3 separate regions of the Mus musculus genome follow, and regions 1 and 3 are each linked to region 2. Evidence: chromatin contacts called from public ChIA-PET and promoter capture Hi-C data. All regions are on one chromosome and are shown on one strand. The core of a region is the stretch at or near the end of the contact, and the rest is flanking DNA. Distances in the headings are between cores, read along the strand shown. Region 1 overlaps Nrap (nebulin-related anchoring protein). Region 2 has its middle 12 kb from the start of Gm32492. Region 3 overlaps Ablim1 (actin-binding LIM protein 1).

Region 1 (3,028 bases), core at 68-2,567, 300 kb after region 2:
GTACCATCAACAATATCATAGAGAAATGAAGGGAATGGCTAGTCCTGTCGGAGCCGAGGGTGGGATGACAAAGGACTCTGTAGACCGATGTGGCCAGGTACATGACACTTCCCAGAGCTGGTCTTCTCCAAGGCCAGCTCTTTGTTCCCTACAGCTGTGACAGTGTTGGACATGTGATCAGAGTTTGGACTTGGTGCAGGCAATATACAGAGCTCAGCTCATCTGCTTAGGTGAAGAACCCAAGTCCTTAAAAAAGAAAAAATTAACCTATGCTAATGTGGTGGTTTGGCCAATAAGAGGACGTTTCCATCTGTTCGCATGTATATGTGGTATGGTGTAGGTATGTATGATATAGAGTATGTATATATATATGTATGTATGCATGTATGTATGATATAGTATATTCATCTATGTGTGCGTGCATGTATTTTATAGTGTATGCATCTTTGTATGCATATGTATGTGATATAGTATATGTATGTATGATATAGAGTATGTGTGTATGATACAGTGTATGCATGTATGTATGAAATAATGTATTATAATATAGTGTATGTATGTATGTATGTATGTATGTATACACATATGTATGATATAGTGGTCCAGGCTCCAAGCTCTAGTATCTTATTCACCACATGTACATCTCTGGATGAGCTTTTCTGAGATCAGTCTCTGGGGTTATCACTGCTGACCCCACCCGTGCCAGGAGGGACACATTACTGATCAAAGTTTCTGATTGGCTCACCAGGTTTACTCAGAAGAGTGTGATGAACCCAGAGGAAAGGGCAGCTTCCCGGCCATGATCACCCCAGCGTATCAGAACGCCAAGAAGGCCAATGAACTTGTTAGTGACGTAAGTGCTGGCAGAGCCACTGAGGTGTGGATTATGGGATGCTGACAGCCACACTTGCTGAACGCCAAGCACAGACACACATCTCCTAGAGCCAAGCAAAAGCAGACTTCGAGGCCAGCCTCTGGTCCAAACGCAGACTCTCTTATTGATCTATTTATAGACTTTGATTGTGTTATCTGTTTGCATGGAAATGCAGTTGGACAAAGTCTACTGCTCACTTAGGCCATTTTCAAAATGTACAAATGCTGGTGCAAGCAGGTCAGCGGGGATGAGGGGAGCCTTGCCAAAATGCCAGTGTGAGATTGAAGGGAAAGCTCACTGAAGAAGTCGTGTATTATCAAATTGGGCGTGACCCAGTGAGTGATAAGTTTATTTAAAGAATATTAGGCAGCTGGCAATCGGTCCTTGAGAGACGGGCTATAATTAAACTTGGTAGAGTGTGGTGCTCACCGCAGTTCTTAACATGCCAGCTTGGACTTGGTCCCTAGCATTCATTCTTTCTGCCACTGTTCAGTGAGTGCCTGGGTACCTGGAACAGCGTCACCTTTGCCCTGAGATGGGAAATGCAAGGCGTTACTCCTTCCTCTGAGACACTGTAGAGATGGTGTTGAAATTTAGGGCAAATTGTGGTTGGAGTTTATTCTCTTAGCCATGGTGGCCTGAAGAACCTGTCTTCTTCCTCTAGGCAGTATCGGGAAGTGTGTGGACAGAGCCAGGAAAAGTTTTAGCACAAAAAGAATCAAGTGCTTTCTAAATTTAATAAGACCTTTTTTTTTTTTTTTTTTTTTTTAAAGCCCATAGGAACTTTCCTTCCTTTAGAGAGCCCTACTGAGTTAATCTTAACGTGGCAACCACAACTCCAGATTCCCCCTTGTGTGTTTCTTTCAGATAAAATACCGGCAGGACTTCCATAAGATGAAAGGTGCAGCGCATTTTCACTCCCTTGCAGCCCAGGACAACTTGGTTCTTAAGCGAGCTCAGAGTGTGAGCAAGCTTGTGAGTGAGGTGAGTATACTGGGGAGAGCTATCCTTCTGTACTGTCCCCCTTTTCCTCTCAGACAGTGAGTGCAGCGGCTTTGTTTAAAAATAATGCAGCTGGTTGCGGCACCTATCTATAACCTATTTACATATACACACACATACATAAACACACACATATACACACATACATACACACATATATACACATATACACATACATACATACACACACATACATATATACACATACATACCAACACACATACATACATACGTACATACACACACATATATACACACACATCCATATACATACACACATATACACACATATACACACACATCCATATACATACACACATACACACACACATATATACACATACACACATACATACACACATACAGACAGACAGACAGACACACATACATACATACATACATACATACATACACACATATATGCATAAATAACTTGACAGGTAGGGCAGGAAGATCAGGAGTTCAAGGCCACTCTAGGCTATATAGTGAGTCAGAGGCCAGCCTATGCTACATGACATCCTGGCTTATAACAAATAAATAAAATGAAACTACGCAAATGGTCCTCATGTTGCCAGTCTCCAAATATAGAACCAAATAAGTGAACTCTTTCCCTGTTGGCTCATAGCTTTCTTACTAAATATTCAAAAGTCCCATTCAGCAGATTTATAGTTGTTAGAAAGAGCACTAGAGGATGCAACTTTTAGAGATTTGTTTTTATCTTTAAACCTGTGTGTGTGTGTGTGTGTGTGTGTGTGTGTGTGTGTGCATGTGAGTGCAGGTGCTCTCAGACTCCAGAAGAGGGCGCAATATCCCCCTTAAAGCTAGAGTTATAGGCAGTTATGAGCTGATCAATTTGGGAACCAAACAAAATGATCCTCTGGAAGAGCTGCAAGCACTCTTAACCTCTGAGACATCCCTTATTTTTATATTAGTATGGAATCGAAGTCTAGACTGTCTTAAGTGCCATATTTCCCTTATCCCTGGAGTCAGTTCAGAGAAGCTGTATCTATCACCCGAATTCCCCTTTCCTTCCACGCTGGCCTAGCTGCTGGAGGGTGCATATTGTTTAAACCACCCATGCTAAAGCCTTTCTGAAATAGGACTGGTTGACAAGGACATATGTCCTGGAGCTCCCTGGAGCTCCCTGGATCT
Region 2 (3,297 bases), core at 641-3,140:
GTATAACTCTAGGGCCAGCGAGATAGCTCAGTCATTAAAGGGGCTTGCTGCTAAGCATGGTGATCTGGCTTCAATCACCAGAGCCAAGCCCACAAACTTGTCCTATGACTTCTACATGTGAACTGTGGCTTGTTTGTCCACATATTCGTACGTGTGCAGTGCACATAAACAAACACATACAAATACAATCAATTAAAAGGTATTTGGCTCTGAGTAGGGTGTGTGGGGTGTGTGAAGTGTAGGGGTCAGGACATGCATGAAGGGTTAGTCTGGAAGCGCACAGTCAGGTAGAAAGTGACTGCGGTTGTTCACATGGGAGGTTCATAGTTGGCCCATGACATTTGCAGGAAGGTGGCAGCCTACGGTTGGACCAGAGGTCTGGTGTGATGGCAGACTGTCCGTGCCTGCTGATGGGCTGGGTGGAGAGGTAGCTCAGAGCTGGCGGGAGATATGGCAGCCGAGTTAGCAGGAGGAAGCCTGGAAGTAGAACCACAGGTATGAGTCTAGAAAACAGGATTTTTATTTACACATTTCCTCCAATATTTCCTGAGCTGTCAGTGCTCTGGGAACGGTGCGTGGCTGAGGATGCCACAGTGACCAGCTGAACTGAAGTTCTGGTATACGGGTTCTCCCATTCTAGGGGAGAAGGAAACTTTAGTCAGGGAAGCTGGGAACTGGGTGTGCTAGAGGGTGGGGGATGAAGAGAAAGAAGAGGGAAGTTATAAGGCCCCTGCTGAATCTTCTAGTCAGATAAAACAGCCAGTTCTTCTGAAGTGGGCCCATCTTCCACCTGTAAGTAGAAGGGAAATCATCAGGGGAGGCGGTTAAGGCAGCAAAAGAGGGAAGTCCCAGGTTGGGGATGCAGATGAGATCACTCAGTGGGTTCACATTGGGTGAGAGGTAGGAAGTAGCTGGGAGACTGGTGAGCTAAGCTGACCCTGTGTCTGGACACCACGGAGTCCTAGTGTTAGCTGTGGGAGAAAGGTGGACCCGCTCTTCAGCTCAGAGGAGGAAGCACCGCAGGGAATACTCCCCCATCATGTACAATATTTAATGACGGGTGTTAGATGAGGCCAGCCAGAGAGCTGTTAGAGCTGTGAAGAGCAGATGCAAACGGCTGTGGTGAAGACTGTTAGCACTAGGCGGAGAGGAAGCGCGGACCAGAGAAAGGATCCCGTCCAGCTTTGCCTGAACCTGAGCTTGTGTGCAGTTACTTCCGGGTGCATGGGTAACTCAAAGGCCCCTAGACCTTTTGGGAAGTGTGATGGTTTGCCTATGCTTGACCCAGGGTGGCACTTTTAGAAGGTGTGGCCCTGTTGGAATAGGTATGTCACAGTGGGCGTGGGTTTTAAGACCTTCACCCTAGCTGCCTGGAAGGCAGTATTTTCCTAGCAGCCTCCAGATGAAGATGTAGAACTCTCAGCTCCTCCTGCACCATGCCTGCCTGGATGCTGCCCTGCTTCCACCTTGGTGATAATGGACTGAACCTGTGAACCTGTAAGCCAGCCTCGATGAAATGTTGTCCAATTAGAGAGTTGCCTCGGTCGTGGTGTCTGTTCACAGCAGGAAAACCCTATCTAAAACAGGAAGTCTCTTGGGCAGCTTATGAATAGCTATGCCGCTGAAGAGCCCCATCTGTGGCGTGGATGAATCATGAAAAGATGTAGCACTAAAGACTCTTTGGGGTCCCAATCCCCAGTCCACGTATTAGGTCTTACATGACCTGGGTAAGGGTTGGGTTCATGTGGGGATCTGTAAAGGCTCATTAGCCTAGCAGTCCTCTCTCCACCCGTAAGGGAATGTTGATAGGCTGGTCCTGGTGAGTGTCTCCTGTGGGTGATCACAGATGCTCTCATTCAAGGCAGCCTGGAGGAAACAGCCTACAACAGCTGCAAGAGATGATCATGTGCAGGGGCGACAGATATCTGCAGTCCTTCCTGTCTCTGCTCCCTTCATTCCAGAGGGCCCGTCCCTGGGACAACGGCTGCTCAGTGAAATGCGGTGCCCAGGGGAGTCATTCAGGAGATATCTGATTCATATGACACACGCATGCATGTGAGAAGATCTGTCTGTGGTCCTAAGCAAGCGTCAGGTGTGTGGATGTAGCTGACAAAGCCCTGGAAGCCCTTGGAGACTTTCAGCATGCTTAGCTGTAGGTGAGAGCCAAGTCTGTTCCTGGAACTTTGGAGCTGATGTTGGCAGAGGCTGCTGCTTTGTACAATGAGGCACTTTAAGGTCACCGTCAGCTTCAGGTTTGTGTGTGGTGAGAGTTACCATTGCCGGCTCACAGATAGCTAGGTGCTGTCAGCAGGACTTTCACAGGCCTGCTCTCTGTGTGCCAGGAGATGGGAGAGGACCCACAGTGTTAACTGATTTCTACCATGTAAATACCTCGCCGTGGCTAACTTGTAACAGTTTAACCACTGACTCTCAGAGGTGTTGCAGTTTCAGGGAACATTTAGCGGCTGGCTCCCATACACCAGCCTACTTCTTTCTGTCAGGAAGGCCAGGCGATAGTTCTGCAGGCCTAATTCCTGTGGCTTCTCAGCTTTTCCTCACTCCCTGTGTTCATGCTTACACTTCACAAAGGAGATGGCCGCATGCCCGGGACCATGAGTTTTCTCTCCACTGTTTGAGTTTTTCCTCTGTTATAGTCTTTCAACCATGGCCCTCGGCTGAATTGAGTAGTTGACCTTGTGACTCTCCACTGACTGGCTCTTACTTACGGTGGACGGTAGCTCTCCATAAGAGTCTCCTTGTTCTGAATCCTTCTGAATTTGGTGTTCTCCATAGAAAGGATGTCACTACAGTGTCCCCCGAGAACTTAGGAAACGGATGGTTATAATTTCACCATCCAAACGCTGTGGGGACAGAGAGGTAGTGAACGCTGAGTCAGAACAGGTCAGGTTAGTGTAGGTCTGCACACCGGATGAGGAGCCGCAGCCTGTGCTGATCCACAAGCCACACACCTTTCAAAGTCTGGGGCTACAGGGCCACTTCCTGTCTCGTTTTCATTTGCCACTTTGTTCCAAAGGAAATCTCATTCTCAAAGCACATTAATAATGAGCAAAATGCCATGGTCCTTCATCAGGGTCGTACTTCGAAACAAAGGCAGACCTTACACATTTATGTATTGAAGTCTGTGCATTATATTCCCAGCCCTGCTCTGGCCCTCCCCGGCCCCAACAAAATACCATCCATTCCTAAAAGTAGAAATGAGAAATTGAACATCCTTTAGGCCTTGTTTCTTCTCAGGGGCTGCACAGGCCACTCTGCCATGTTGACTCCCTGCATCAG
Region 3 (3,106 bases), core at 145-2,644, 450 kb before region 2:
CTCCCCATACTGTGAGAAAGACTACCAGGGGCTCTTTGGGGTGAAGTGTGAAGCCTGTCACCAGTTTATCACAGGAAAAGTCCTGGAGGTAAGTGCAGACCACCACTGTTTGCCTGTGAGCCCTCATCCTGTGTGTCTCCTCCTGAGGAGGAAGGAGAGTAGCCATGGGTGACTGTCTGAGAGGACTCGTGTGTTGTACTTACCTTTCTTCCAAAGGCCAAGGGGAACTTGGAATGATAGAGAAAAGAACAGACCTCCCTCCCTGGGAGTTAAGCAGGCATTTTTTTTTAAGAGTAAGAATATGATGTCAGACCCTGTGTGTACATCTGTGTTTGCACATGTGTGCTATCTGTGGAGACCTCAGAAGCTCAGAGTCTGAGAAAGGAAGGGAGGGTGCGAGGTGAAGGTTTTGACTTCTCTGCCCTTAGAAAGCCACATCCGCTGTGACTCAGAGAACCCTGTGACCGAGCTGAAGGAAGCCTGTCAAATTCAGGTGTGACTGCTTCCAGCCGGAGCTTTGTACCTGCCTCTGCCAGCACCTGCCTCTGGGCCTAGCTAACACCTCTTTGATGAGAGAGGCTGCAGCGAGGAATTCTGGGATCAAAGTTCAGAGAAAACCCTGTTTCTCACAGAGCTTTGGGGGCTCATCAAGCTGGAGGGGAAAGTCACAGTTCACACACACACACACACACACACACACACACACACACCTTCCTGTCCGTAGGGCAGAGAGAATGTGCAGAGCCAGGGAACCTGGCAGCTTCAGCCTGCTGATCTACCAAGCCATCATGTGGGTCCCTCGGGTGCTGATTCCATACAGCCAGTAGAGTATGTTTTAGAGACATGGGCTGTCTATCGTGGGAGTCCCTATGGTGTTTCTGGCCACTCTGGGGGGATATCACAACAAAGGTTAAGAGTAATCTCCCCGAATCCCACTACAAGTTCTTCCCACCAAACATCAAGGGGTCACCACCACTAACTGTCCTGAGGAGATGAGGATGAGACTCTTGTCAAGTACGGTCACCCAACAGTCTGAGGGAGAACGCTCTGATAAAGAGGACCACGTGGCGAGGACACAGGACACACAAGGAAAGAAGCACGTTGTGGGGTACCGAGCAGGAGAAGTGGAGGAGGACTCCTCCAGGGTCACACTCAGAAGTCTGAGTTTTGTGGAGAGAACTGAGGAGGACGTAGGCTCTATAGCTGTGGAATCACAGGATGGAGTCAGTGTTCTGTGGAAAGAATAAATGGGAGTCTTCAAACACCTGTGCACACACACACCCCACCCACCACTGACGGCAGAGGGAGGAGGAAGCGGCTCAGTCATGCCCCAGTAGATGTCGGGAAGCAGTGATAACCTGCTACACCACAGATGCACCATAAGTGAAAGATGGCAGGCAGGAAGTGTGGTGGTCAGACCACCCAGACATGGAGCCCATCACCAAAGGCCTAGTGATTAGAAACAGAAAGCAGGCTGCTGTTTGCTAAGGGCTGGGGAGAAAACAGTAGTGACTGTTTCTGGGAGAGTTTCCATGACACAAATGCAAAGGCTTCCCAGCAATGAGATAGGAGAGGTAGTTATGTGGCCTTGGTAGTTCGCTGGGTGCCTCCAGCTTGTTGGTTCTAAGGTGCTGCACTTTAGACTACATGAATTTTGCCTTGAATCTAAAATTTAAAAACCAAGAAGGGTGTGAGGGTATAGTAAGGAAAAGAGGCAGGAAGATGTGGAACTTGGTACCCAAGTTTTTAAGGTCCTGTGTTCAAATCAACCTTTTTTTAATTTTTTTAGTCAACACATGGAAATGTGTTCCCCAAAAACATTGGGAGGGAAAAAGCCTGTCTGTTTTTGCATGCGTGTTTACATTCACTTCAACAGCTACAGGAAGGAATCTATAAAATATAGTTGCAATCTAGAACATGCCATTTTGGAGACATGCTGGCCCCTTGTGTTTTCTCTCTCAGGCTGGAGTCACAGAGGCTTCAAGGACCTGGTCCCACATTGACCTCAGGTGGCAGGGAAGGTCTGAAGAGCTGAGGGCTTGGAGACATTCCATACAGAGCCTCCGACATCAGTCAGCCCGGGAGTGGTTTGCACTTTCAGCTTAGATGAGAGGTCCGCCCATCAGACTCTGTCCTCCTCAGATGGGTGTGTGACCCAGAAAAATGTTCTGCAGGGGCTAGCACAAGACATGTGACTGCTAGTGACTCAGCTGGGCTTGGTCACCAGGAGAAAGCAGGACCAGTCTCCATGCCCCACCTCCCCCAAGCTTGGGGAACCATTCTCGGTGTAGCTTTGCCATCAATACTCCAAACCCTGTCTTTTTGTCTTAAATTCATTGTATCAGTATATCAGTGGTTTTATTTTCTGCATGGGTTGCAACAGTGATGGCTTAAAACAGTTTATTCTCTCATTTTTAGAGTCTAGACATTTATAACAGTGTATCATCAGGGCCATTGTTCTCTCAAACACTGGGGGAATTTTTTCTTGGTGATCTCCAGCTTCCCGGCATGCATCACTCCAGGTGAACCACCTCCTCTGCCAGCTACCTTTCCACCCTTCTCCTAAAAGGGCACTTATCATTCTATATAAGGCCATGCCCATCACTCAAATCGTCTCTTCAAGACCCTTGCCTTAATTACATCTCTGAATACCATTTCCAAATATATTAGTGTTTCCAGCTGCAAAGACTTGCTGTGGAAGTAGCTTTTGTTCATCCGATTCTAGAAACCGCAGCGACTGCCTAATGTGGAAAGATTGTAAATATTGGAGCAGAGCTGAAGCCACTGTATATAATTCTCCTAAAGGTGCTACCATATATATACCCAAGGGGGCTTTCAACAGAGAAGGGTCCCAAACAGCCTGTCCAGGTATAGCTGAGTCTCTTGTTGTTTGTCTAACATTTCCTGGAGAACCTCGGCTTCCTTGGGGCTGCGTCTTTCTCTCACAGACACAAAGTATGCGTGTAGCTTTCAGAACAACATCCTGCGCTAGCTTCTGCCGGTTCTCTTTTGAGTTCTTTAGCATTGTCCTGAGACAGGACACAGGTATCTCAGGCTAACCTTGAACTTGCTGTGTGACTGAGGATGACCTTGAATCGTTAATGTT

Evidence for each region. Promoter capture Hi-C pulls out the DNA fragments that hold promoters and counts their contacts. ChIA-PET counts read pairs in DNA pulled down with a chosen protein or histone mark.
Region 1: a promoter capture Hi-C map of liver shows a contact between it and region 2, with 2.8 times the contacts expected there. The contact joins two enhancer-like sites. A contact is called at or near these places in 11 of 39 promoter capture datasets (the 3T3-L1 cell line, the C10 cell line, the HPC-7 cell line and 8 more), 1 of 484 Hi-C or Micro-C datasets (liver) and 1 of 9 other capture datasets (liver).
Region 3: an RNA polymerase II ChIA-PET map of memory CD8 T cells shows a contact between it and region 2, with 55 read pairs. The contact joins two enhancer-like sites. A contact is called at or near these places in 2 of 115 datasets of contacts at active chromatin or transcription factors (effector CD8 T cells and memory CD8 T cells).

The regions. Positions count from the first base shown.
Region 1 is chr19:56,376,885-56,379,912 of GRCm38.p6, reverse strand. It overlaps Nrap (nebulin-related anchoring protein), which reads left to right. Exons shown (of 42, transcript NM_008733.4): 9 at 1-97; 10 at 749-853; 11 at 1,742-1,858. Among named protein-coding and RNA genes, the nearest start is that of Nrap, 12 kb to the left of the region's middle. Within about 2 kb of position 1,317, at least 10 of the 459 cell types and tissues checked have an H3K27ac peak or open chromatin away from gene starts, as enhancers often do. A contact at or near this core is called in liver, where this site is marked.
Region 2 is chr19:56,679,049-56,682,345 of GRCm38.p6, reverse strand. No RefSeq gene overlaps it. Among named protein-coding and RNA genes, the nearest start is that of Gm32492, 12 kb to the right of the region's middle. Within about 2 kb of position 1,890, at least 41 of the 459 cell types and tissues checked have an H3K27ac peak or open chromatin away from gene starts, as enhancers often do. A contact at or near this core is called in liver and memory CD8 T cells, where this site is marked.
Region 3 is chr19:57,129,844-57,132,949 of GRCm38.p6, reverse strand. Ablim1 (actin-binding LIM protein 1) reads left to right here. Exons shown (of 26, transcript NM_178688.4): 6 at 1-88. Among named protein-coding and RNA genes, the nearest start is that of Ablim1, 85 kb to the left of the region's middle. Within about 2 kb of position 1,394, at least 70 of the 459 cell types and tissues checked have an H3K27ac peak or open chromatin away from gene starts, as enhancers often do. A contact at or near this core is called in memory CD8 T cells, where this site is marked.